Linked DNA regions of Ovis aries: all the other regions are linked to region 2. Evidence: chromatin contacts called from public Hi-C data. All regions are on one chromosome and are shown on one strand. The core of a region is the stretch at or near the end of the contact, and the rest is flanking DNA. Distances in the headings are between cores, read along the strand shown. Region 1 has its middle 150 kb from the start of PLEKHG7. Region 2 holds the start of BTG1 (BTG anti-proliferation factor 1). Region 3 has its middle 300 kb from the start of BTG1.

Region 1 (3,500 bases), core at 88-2,587, 390 kb before region 2:
TTTGCGTGAAGACCCAAGAGGTGAGAAGGTACCAGCCACAGGCGGGAGAAGTAGGCCTGCAAACCAGTCAGCTAAGGGTCTGGTTTATTCAGCAGAGGGATAATTTCTCATTTCAGTAAATGCTGTTTATACTGCATCACTTTCACAAACATGACATTTAGACCAGAAAGGGAAGTCCATTTGACCTATAGATCTCTTAAGGATTTTTTTTTTCCTAAAGTTGTCTTATGATCTTGAATGAACTGATGTCCTCAAAAAGTACATACTCAGTTCCATCGTTGCAGACAAGATTCATAAAGACTTGATGTTCCACATATTTAGTTTTGCTATGGAAGCAGCAGAAGGATAAGAAAAGGCAATGCAAAAGAGGTCCTTTATGGTCTCACTGACTTTAAACTCAGTAAAATAAAATGTAAAAGCATGAATGTGTACTTGTCCTTGGTAGAGGGAGGAAGGAGAGCATCTCTCCTTGAAGGCTGCTTTTCCTAAGCTCATGTCTCTGCTCCACCATTGAAAAGCCCACAGCTCCCCTTTGGCAGTTATAATTTTTCCCATGAAATAAGGAAAAAGAACTAAGACTCGCTACCACTGAAGAGAAGCCAGAAGCCATTAGTCTTTGGTTTTCATTGCTTTTGGTTTCTGTTTGAAGATGCTTGTTCTTGGAGAACGCATGATACTGACCTGGGGAATTTTTGTTTGAGGTTTTCGGGTGGCCCAGATGAGCTGGCTGATGAGACAGAAATCTTTTCTTTAAAAGGCATTTTAGGGAGAAGATAGGGTTTGGAGTGAGAGCTTGAGAATTGAGTCCTGTCGCTGTTATACTTGTGGTTTGGCTTTCAGTGAATCACAGAACTCATCTTCTGGGACAGTGAGGACCAGGCGATGAGTCTGTATTTGGTAATTGCAAGACATCTTGAAAATATTGCTTATTGGTTATTACTGTTCTCATTATCATTGTTTTTATTCTCCTGGTAGACTTCTCCTCCCAGTGACTCATTTTACTCAACAAACTTAACAATTTGAGGTTTTCTGTACCATCCTGTTTGAAGGAGTATGTCCTAATTACTTCAACACACAAATACTGAAATTTGAAAAAAAAAGAAAATTAAATATTAGAAGGTGTTAACAAAACAGATGAGGCATTAATCTAAGGTGGGTTGGGGAAAAAGCCAGGAAAAAAGCATAAGTCAAGAGTTAAAAGAATGTAACAGAGGGTATGAAGGGTGAATTCTGCCAGGAAGAACCGTGGATATGTGGTGGCTTAGAGAGCACTTAGTTACTGTTACAGAGAGGTTAACAGGCAGAGCAAATGCCTGGCCCGGAAGTGGCCTGACCGCCTGTGCAGGGGCAGGCGTGGGACCAATTGGGTGGGACGTCCACAGCGGCACGTACCTCTGTGTCTCGTAAGCGTGGCAGCAGTCAGCCTGTGCTTTCCCAGTACAGCTGTCAACATCACAGGGCCAAGAGCAGGAAGGAAGGGCACGTCCCCACAGGCCCAGTGATGGGGCAGAGGAGTGAGTGATAATAACAGCTCCTGGCAGCCAGGCAGCAGCTAATCAGGACCAGAAAATCTGGTGTCCGTAGCAGGGTCCCTGAAAGCTTTCCCACCGTAACTCCATCACTCCCAGACCTACAGCCACACTCACACACTCACAGAGATACACACACACACACACCGCCCCCTCTCCCTTTTATTGAAAGTGACAGCTATTTATCAAGCATAGCCACAAGAGTCAGAAGGCCTGTTTTGAGTCGTGGTTCTGCCATCTATTGGCTGTGTGACCTTGGGCACATTTCTCAAAGCCTCTATAACATGGGTCTGCAGGCTGCAGGGTTCCCCAGGACAGGGGTGCCGAGAGGAGTCAGTGAGATCGTGTACAGGCAGTGCTGCAGAGCTTGGCACATCATAAATACTCAATAATTAGGATGCATGAAAATGGAACCAGTGCTGGAGCCAAAACTGGGCCCACACTTGAAAATCAAGATAGTTCCCACAATAAAGATGTCCTTGAACTTGGAACAGCAGCAGGACTTTGTTCACGCTGCGTCTCAGGGGATGAGGTGAGTTCCCTGTATGTCTGGTCTGCCTGCCTTAGGGTGGGTCTGTAGATTGGCACAGGGTTTGTACCCCAGGTGAAGGGCAGGAAGAGGGATATAGGCTCTGGAAACCTGGAGGGTACTAGTACATTGCCAGGCAGAGGTGTGAGTGTTCTAGAATGCAGGAAGGCTGTAGCAGGAACAAAAGCACATAGGCAGGCCAGGAAGCCAGAAAACAAGGGCTGAGAGGTCAGGGGGCCATGAAGAGGTGAAATCAGAGAGCCAACAAAGAGGTCCGGGCATACAATTCCAGAGAGGTGGAGGCTGGCTGAAAAGGCAAGCAAGCTTGAATGAGAATGCTTCAGGATCTGAAAGACTTGAGTTAATTGTTGTTTTAAGAATAGGTGATGAAATGAAAGTGAGGGAGAAATTAAATGAGCAAGAGAGAGCCAGATGGATGGAACAAATCTATGTAGGAGAACGAGAGGGATCACCTGGTTAAGTGGACTTACTTTTGGAATGAAGGAAGCATTCCTCTTCCAAAAAGGAGGGTGAAGGTGTAGAGAAACAGTGAGGTAGAGAAGAGAGAAGTTGATGAAGCCTGTATCTGGTGGCCTCAGTCTCAGAGGAGAAGGAGACAAAGGCATCTGGTGGGGAGGGTGGGGGCCGTGAGGCAAAGGCTTTAGGAAAAGTGTCAAATAGTGCCTGGGGAATTTGGTAGGAAGCCAGCTGAAGATGAATCCCTCCCCTGTAGTGACTTCAGCATGTCTGGAATGCACCTAGCCAGGCTGCCTCATAAGGAAACTGAAAGTTGTCTATACCCACAGCCTCAAATAGCAAAACCAAGCTCATCCTCCCCTGCTCCAGCTGATACAAAGCGCCCCCACCTACTGTCCTCACTTCCTACCACAAACCTTCCCCTCCACACCCACTCCCCTCTGCAGACCCTACTCTCAGAGGCCGCCCAGGCAACCTGGAGGCCATGCTCCTTCTCTCAGTTCTCATTCTTATTGCCATCCCTAGAGAATAAATATCTTCTTTTCTCCCTTACCCTTCCCTTACTCTCACTCCCTTTCTCTGATGTCTTCAATGTTTTTGTTTAGACCAGTGTTTCTCAAAAGTGCAACAAATCGCCTAGGGAATTTTGGTGAAATGCAAATCTTAATTCTGGAAGTCCTGAGAATCTACATTTGTAACAAGCTTTCAGGTGATGCTGGTGTAGCAGGCTCTTGTGCCAGTTCCATGATACTAATTTTTCCCTCATCACAGTTAACATTGCTGCTGTTTCTCCCACCGTATTTTGAGCTAGTCAAGGATGGCATTGGTATCTTTGTACACTTCTTTATTCTCCCAAGTGCCTGGTGCATCGTCTTGTTGCTGGTGCCCAGTAAGTACCTGGGACTCATGACATATGCTGGAAATATCTATTTTGTGTTAGGGCTTTTTTTCTCCCACATTTTTTG
Region 2 (3,549 bases), core at 693-3,192:
AGAAAATCTAGATCTAGGGCTATGGTAATTTTAAGGATTACTTGTTTCCCTATCTCCATTTTGAGTAGTGCAGGAGGTTTCACATCCCTAGGGAAGTAATTACCATGACATTTACTTTTAAGCACAGTTCTATCTGTAGAGTCCTAGAAGGAAACGAATGTATCTATTTACCATTATTTTTGATGCACTGATGTATTTATTCAAAGAAAACACTTTCATGTCAATGCTTTTAAATAATTCAGTTTTACTATCTTTTAAAGTATTTATTTCACATGTAACTGCCTATAATTATTGTATACAAATGAAAAAATAACCTAGAAGCTATTCTTTCAAGCCCAGTTTTACATATTTCATTCAAACAACAAATATTTTTCTCCTACTGCTTTATGGTGAATTGTACTTTTCCCTTCATTTCTATACCCTTTGGCTCAGCAGTGTTTTGCAATATTGATGACCAGCTAAGTTCAGGATATTTATTTCCATCTGGTAGAGTTCAACTTCTGCCTCTTGTTTGCTTTCTCCATCTGCCCAGCTCACCATCTTTTTTTCCCCCCCTCCTCTTTAATGGAGTTCGGGTTAACCCTTTCGCAGGCCTAATCGTTTTTAGCAGGCTCCTGCCTTCGTATTCCCGCGTCCCCTCCGGCCCCCCACCCCTACCCCCAGCCTGGCAAGTAGGACTTCAAGTAACCTTAAATGTCTGCCCTAGTACTTTCACAGCCTTCACATTTTATCTTTATTTTCTTGTTTTATAAAGAACAGCAAAAGGCGAAGGCTGAGACAGTTACTTAGTTTAGAAAAAGAAACAACCTTCGGTTTTGTGCGTAAACGGTGTAAAACGCATTATATAGTTTTTTTCTGTTTATAGATTAAACGTTACGGTTAACATACTTATCTGCAATTACAGGCTTTCTTATCAGTTTTAAGATGGGTTCAGTAAGGACTCCATTCTTCTCTCCTTTTGACTCTTGACGCCACTGAACAGCAACCCTAACAGGCTGACTAACCCTCGAGAGCCGGTTCGCTCCACTCTTCTCCACACTCCCCGTATCCTCAGCACTGGTACCCACACCCCGCTGCTCATCCTGCCCGTGGAGCCAGCCACGTAGACTCGGCGTCGGGGACAGGATGTAAACACCGAGTACAGTCAGCGGGCCACTGCCATGCAGACGTATTCGTGCCGCTGGCGCGGGCGTACACAGCCTAAGCCGGGCCGCTTTTATCTGCACAGCATTAAGCCTCCTTGCAGGCTAGCCCGGGCAGAGTACTCTTGCAGAGGATGCGCTGGCGCGGTGCCTGGAGTTGCTGGAGCGGGAAGGAGGAGCTAGGGCTGGGGAGGCGGGGCTTTCACACGCGCACCCCTAGTTTCCTCCTTCCCCCGCCACTTGCTCCCCGTTCTCCCGCTGCCACTCCAGGGTTTATTTGTTTACAAGCGGATTACGTCAGCTCCTCCCTCTCTTCCTAGTCTATGGACCCGCCCCTTGGCCCCTTTTTCCCGCCCCCTCCGACTCCGAATCTGCTTGCGTCACAATGGTGCGATCTCTGGATTGGCTGGACTGGGCCGTCACGCTCCAGCTACGCCACTTCCTTTCCGTGGCTCTATAAAAAGTGCTGCACCACCCCTTTATCTCTTAGCCCGTCGGAGCTGGAAATGCAACTGTTGGGAGCTTCGGAGGCTGCGGAGCTGGAGGCGGAGGCGGCTGGGGAGGTCCGAGCGATGTGACCAGGCCGCCGTCGCTCGTCTCTTCCTCTTTCCTGCCGCCTCCTGTGTCGAAAATAACTTTTTTTACTATAAAGAAAGGAGAAAAAAAAGTAGCCTTACGCCGCTCACGCCCTCTCTCCCTCTCAGCCCTCTGACTTGTGAGGGAGCCCGGGGTGGCCGCTCCTCCGTCGGGGCCGCGCCGCCGAGCCCCGGCCGCCCCGGGCCGCCCCCGCCCGCCGCCCCCATGCATCCCTTCTACAGTCGGGCCGCCACCATGATAGGCGAGATCGCCGCCGCCGTGTCCTTCATCTCTAAGTTCCTCCGCACCAAGGGGCTCACGAGCGAGCGACAACTGCAGACCTTCAGTCAGAGCCTGCAGGAGCTGCTGGCAGGTGAGCGGGCCGTGGTGGCAGGAGGGCGAGGGACGCCGGGGGCGGGGGGCGACGCGGCCGCACTTGTAGGGGCCGGGCCGTCGGGGCCGCGGGAGTGTCCGCAGCGCCCCGGGCGACCGCGCTCGAGTCCGACCGCGGGATGGTGGCTGGCGCGCCGGCGGCCGCTAACGGCGGGTCCCGGGGAGGGTTTGGGGCTTGGGTCGAGGGCGCTCCCTGTCCCCCCGCGGTTGGCCAACGGAGGGGAGAAGAAAACTGACGCACAACAAAGAAACTAAAGCCGACCGAGGCGGGAGCTGCGGTCTTCGGACGTTCCGCGGATTTGGGGGGACAAAGGACCCGCGGGCTGGGGTGGGTTCGACGCTCCCTCCCCCCACTCCGGTCCAACGGTTGCGGGCTCGGCGGTCGGGCCCGGGGGTAAAACGGCGCGGCTGCCCCGAAGCTCACTCGGGACAGACGTGCGGTCCCCCCACGCCTCCTAACCCTGCCCATTAATCATCGGATTTGTCAGCGGCACAATTACAGCCCTGCCCAGAGCGTGGTTTAGGGTGGCTTGTTTTCCTTCCCTTCGGGGTTAACACTCCGGTGGCGCTTCTCCTCCAAAGTCATAAACCCTATTGTGTGCGGCCAGGGTGGGGTGGAGAAAGTAAACAGGTTCCCGCCTGGCCGCCGGTGCCGTCCGGCTGGCGCAGGCTGCGCGCCTGATTCCCGTTTTGGCGGCTCAGCCGGTTGGTTCCCGGAGATTGTTTTGTCCCGTGCAACTGTTGTTTCTAAAACCCTGCCCTGCTCGTTTTCCATCCGCGCACATCCGCGAATGCGTTGCGGGGCTTTTTAAAAAAAAGTTGATATTCGGCATTTTCACTTAAAGGAGCCAACAGAAGAAGGAGACTAAGGCGGGAGCCGGCAGTAACGGGGTCTAAGCATTGTTTTCTCTCTTCCTTTCTTGTGTAGAACATTATAAACATCACTGGTTCCCAGAGAAGCCCTGCAAGGGATCAGGTTACCGTTGTATTCGCATCAACCATAAAATGGATCCTCTGATTGGACAGGCAGCGCAGCGGATTGGACTGAGCAGTCAGGAGCTGTTCAGGCTTCTCCCAAGTGAACTCACGCTCTGGGTTGACCCGTACGAAGTGTCCTACAGAATTGGCGAGGATGGCTCCATCTGTGTGCTGTACGAAGCCTCACCAGCAGGAGGTAGCACCCAAAACAGCACCAACGTGCAAATGGTAGACAGCAGAATCAGCTGTAAGGAGGAACTTCTCTTGGGCAGAACAAGCCCTTCCAAAAACTACAATATGATGACTGTATCAGGTTAAGATATAGTCTGTGGATGGATCATCTTATAATGGATGGATAAATTTGATTTTTGCTTTGGGTGGGCTCCCCTTGGGGATGGATTATGGAATTTAAACCATGTCACAGCTGTGAAGATCTGGCACAAGATAGAGTGGTAAAAAA
Region 3 (3,771 bases), core at 834-3,333, 300 kb after region 2:
AAAAATGCTTAACCATCTGCTGTTCATAATAAAAACCATTTCTTTTACAAAAAGCTATAATCACCGCAGTAAGTCCAGTTAACATGTTAATTACATCTCAAAACAAGAGGAAAAAAGTACAAAAAGCAGTATGATAGATAACTTGGATTGGAGCTATAGACAAGAGGACAGAATGGGGAGGAATGAAGAGATACATGTAAAAAATCATCAGTGTTCTAGTTCTTGCCCTGGATGTTGAGTTCACAAATATTTATTATTTGTTGAATGAATGAATGAATGAACTAAGTAAAATAAAAGAGGGTCATGCATGGATCAGTGTTGATAGTGTATCATGACTCATGAATTAATTCAAATCTGTATAACACAGGTTTGTTTAAAAATAAAGCATGAGAACAAAAACATTTTTAAAGCTATTGCTGATTTCATGTTTAATTTTTAATTTTTCCAGTTGAAGAAATAAAAGGCAGAAGGAATCTGATTGTATATACTTATAATACATGTAAACAGCAATTGAATGGATATTCATTTTTGGAAGACTTACAATCTCATGTCATTATGAACAATCACAGAATGTGCAGCACACAGGTAGGTACTTGAAAATCCAGGCACTTCTAAATCCAGATTCTATTAGGATTTTGTTTGGAATAAGAGGATGGGCAGGAATGGTCCCTCAGAGAAATGACATTTCATTAAAATAATATCTAGAGCATTCTGTCAGTAAGGATTGAGTCTGCTATGTGATATTATTCGGTTTTTATCTTTTAATGATGATTTTGTTTCTTACAACCTCGTGTCAGTTTCATTCAGTTCAGTTCAGTTCAGTCACTCAGTCGTGTCTGATTCTTTGCTACCCCATGAACTGCAGCATGCCATTCTTTTTTTCTCCATCTCTATTTTTTTCTTTCGTCCTTTTAAGAAGTGACTGCAATCTGTGTAAAGCTAATATTATAACTATTACCTATATTAAGCAATCAGGATCCATGGCTACCTGGACTGAATGAAATGGAAAAACTGGTCAGTCATTTACTTTCTGTGATTTATATCAACTTTATCTGAACAATTTAAACCTCTGAACTCTAAGCTTACAGCTATATCTCAATAGGGAGTTGTATTCTTCATAAATAAAATTCAGACTCTCTGGTCTCCCATGTTGAATGATTAAATGTCCAGAACAGTCAAAACGTATAGCTGGAGCAGACTGTACATGACATGTCATGAGGATTAGGCTGTGGTGTATGTGTATTAGGAGTTTTTTTGTGGGGAGGGCATGCACAGAGATAGATCTGAATATCTTTGTATACTTTACCCAAGTGACCCTATGAATAGAAGCAGAACAGCACCTTCTGTTTGCTTGTTTCTTTCAGGCCTTTATTACAAATTGTAGGTTTAAAAAAAATCTCTTTATGTTCCTTTTGTTGTTGTTAGTGTCCTATTTAAAAATTTTGGTGCCCCAGGACAGGGGTTGTTGCTTACCATTGCATAGCATGTAATAGTGTCAGCTCCAAGGCCGGGTGGCAAATATGTGTTGTATGATTGACGAGCCCTCTCCCATTGGCAATGAGACTGCTTTTGCAATTGGTCTCCTTAAATAGCACTACTTACTTGTTAAAAACGTGCTTTCCACATTGGCTTAGATCTTTCATTGGCATAAGCCCTTGGCCACTCTGCTCTGACACAGATCACTTTCTGATCACTCGGCAGTTTTCTGACCTCCTTCTCACAGGGAGACATGTTGACAATTGCATCCGTTTTCATTCAACAGCACTGTTGTGCCCAACCCCTACCTCTAAATTGCAGTTCTTTGATTCTTTATTACCCATCTAACGTGCCCCAGCCTGGTCTGGGATTCCACAAAGTCCTTGGCTTTAGATTATAAATAGGGTTGCAACTCAAGTGGAGTCTTGTCAGCCTGTTTACTAGGCTGCTTTCAAGATTGCTCAAACCCAAATAGCCAGGGGAGAGATGGAAACTTAATTTGTTTCAGGCTTCTATGCCTGGAGGCAAGGCAGACTCTGATTCCCATGAGCAGACTACTAAATGTTTTCACTCTGGGTGAGCAGCAAAGACTTCATGCACAGGACATACAGAGACTTCCCAGCAGGTACAGTTCATGCTCAAATAATAGGCTTACCTGTCACACACGGAACAAGACCCATGTACCCAGGAGGTTGAGCAATTCTTTGCTTGTTCAATATGTTAATCCTTAACTCAGTTAAACAGAGGCACTGGCACACACTGCAGAAAGTACAGCAAACACTCCATGTGCCAAACACGATGGGACTTTTTCCTGCTCTCCTCTGTCTTCACCTCCACCAGTCTCTACTGGAATAACAAGTTTTAAAGTCCTTTCTGCTGTCCTGGAAGCTGTTATTGTGGAGACAAAACCCTGCCATCAGGGCAAACAAAACTTATGCAATATTGAAGCCAGTGTTCGGAAGAAAGACTCTTAGGCAAGAATTAAGTTTGAAATTGTAATGTGTTAAGTGACATAATATGAAAGAATTACTGTTTTGTGATCCATGTAGAAAAAGGGATGGTACACTGAATGTGTCCCAATGATTTAATTTAATTCAGTTCAGAAATTGTTTATGAACACCAATCATGACGCCTTGAATTAGACTATATGTTAGACACTGAACGGGAAGAGAACAGATTCTGCTTAGGAAGCCCACAGTTTGGATGCTGACTGAGTCACACAGGCCAGTGCAACACCTGTGACGAACACAGAGAACAGCCTGTAGTAAGCATTTAATAACCAGTGTGCTTTTGTGTTATTTTTGCGTTATTATTATTAATGTGACAAGTATCCTATTTCTGCTAAGTGTCAATTACAGAACTGGCTGAATATTTTTTATTACACCTATGGGAGGCTTACTATAGAAAGTAATATATGAACTGATTCTTGAATAGTGATCCTGCTAGTAGGAAGAAGGGAAGGACATTTCGATGTAGGGGATGGCATGTACAAAACATCCCTGGCATAAAGGAACAGCCACTTACTTCAGTGGCAAGAAGTGTCTAGATCCCTCCTGGCAGGCGAGGGCACACATGGCAAGAGAACAGTCCACCCTACTCTAGTCCAGACTTATGGTCCTTGTCCAGGATAGACCAGACCAGGATAACGTGAGACAGTGTAGACAGAGGGAGGTTTCGAAACACAGCAAACGAACGCATCCAGAGTAAGCAGAAAGCAATGCCAGCGGTCAAGCTTGAAGAGCCAGCTGAATCTGTGGGTGGGATAATGAGTAATTCAGTGAAACGTCAATAGGGATTGGAAGGATGACAAATGAAGATCTGGAAGTAAGTTGGAAGTGAGGGTATTTCATTTGGATTACGATTGCCACCACTGAAAATAGATGAGACAAGATGGAAAAGCACCACCTAGGAAGCAGTGCAAAATTCAGGTAGGTGATAATGACCTGAAATCAGGCAGTAGTACTGGGTTCAAGTGTGAGAAAAGGTTAGGAAGCAAAATGCATCACTCTCGATAAACAATGGAATGTGAGGCTGAAAGGATAGGTGTAGAAAATGCTGCTGTGGTGCTCAGGGTCAACACTTTGCAGAGAGTGGGATATAGACTGAACAAATAACTGATTTATGTTGACCCAATAGGTAGAATACATGAGTCTGGAAACCAAAGAGAAGGACCATTGGCCTCTCTTCATCATCATTCTTTAGGCAAACCCTTCTGTGGGTTTATGTTTCCCATCACTTTTGGTTCTTCCAAATCTGAGGTCCAAATTCTTAGTGGGGAGTTAGTGGACATATAAG

The links. Hi-C and Micro-C count contacts between places; a contact is called where the count stands out from the background.
Region 1: a contact with region 2 is called in a Hi-C map of liver, with 2.2 times the contacts expected there. The contact joins the enhancer-like site here to the promoter of BTG1 in region 2. A contact is called at or near these places in 7 of 16 Hi-C or Micro-C datasets (blood, liver, mixed tissues and 3 more).
Region 3: a contact with region 2 is called in a Hi-C map of muscle, with 4 times the contacts expected there. The contact joins the enhancer-like site here to the promoter of BTG1 in region 2. A contact is called at or near these places in 6 of 16 Hi-C or Micro-C datasets (blood, liver, mixed tissues and 3 more).

Annotation. Positions count from the first base shown.
Region 1 is chr3:128,922,923-128,926,422 of ARS-UI_Ramb_v3.0, reverse strand. No RefSeq gene overlaps it. Among named protein-coding and RNA genes, the nearest start is that of PLEKHG7, 150 kb to the left of the region's middle. Within about 2 kb of position 1,337, at least 23 of the 54 cell types and tissues checked have an H3K27ac peak or open chromatin away from gene starts, as enhancers often do. A contact at or near this core is called in liver, where this site is marked.
Region 2 is chr3:128,537,061-128,540,609 of ARS-UI_Ramb_v3.0, reverse strand. It overlaps BTG1 (BTG anti-proliferation factor 1), which reads left to right and starts at 1,942. Exons shown (of 2, transcript NM_001142887.1): 1 at 1,942-2,091; 2 at 3,040-3,549. The coding sequence starts at 1,944. The coding sequence ends at 3,407. It overlaps LOC121819091 (a long non-coding RNA gene), which reads right to left and starts at 1,271. Exons shown (of 2, transcript XR_009600216.1): 1 at 889-1,271.
Region 3 is chr3:128,235,558-128,239,328 of ARS-UI_Ramb_v3.0, reverse strand. No RefSeq gene overlaps it. Among named protein-coding and RNA genes, the nearest start is that of BTG1, 300 kb to the left of the region's middle. Within about 2 kb of position 2,083, at least 25 of the 54 cell types and tissues checked have an H3K27ac peak or open chromatin away from gene starts, as enhancers often do. A contact at or near this core is called in liver, muscle and tail adipose tissue, where this site is marked.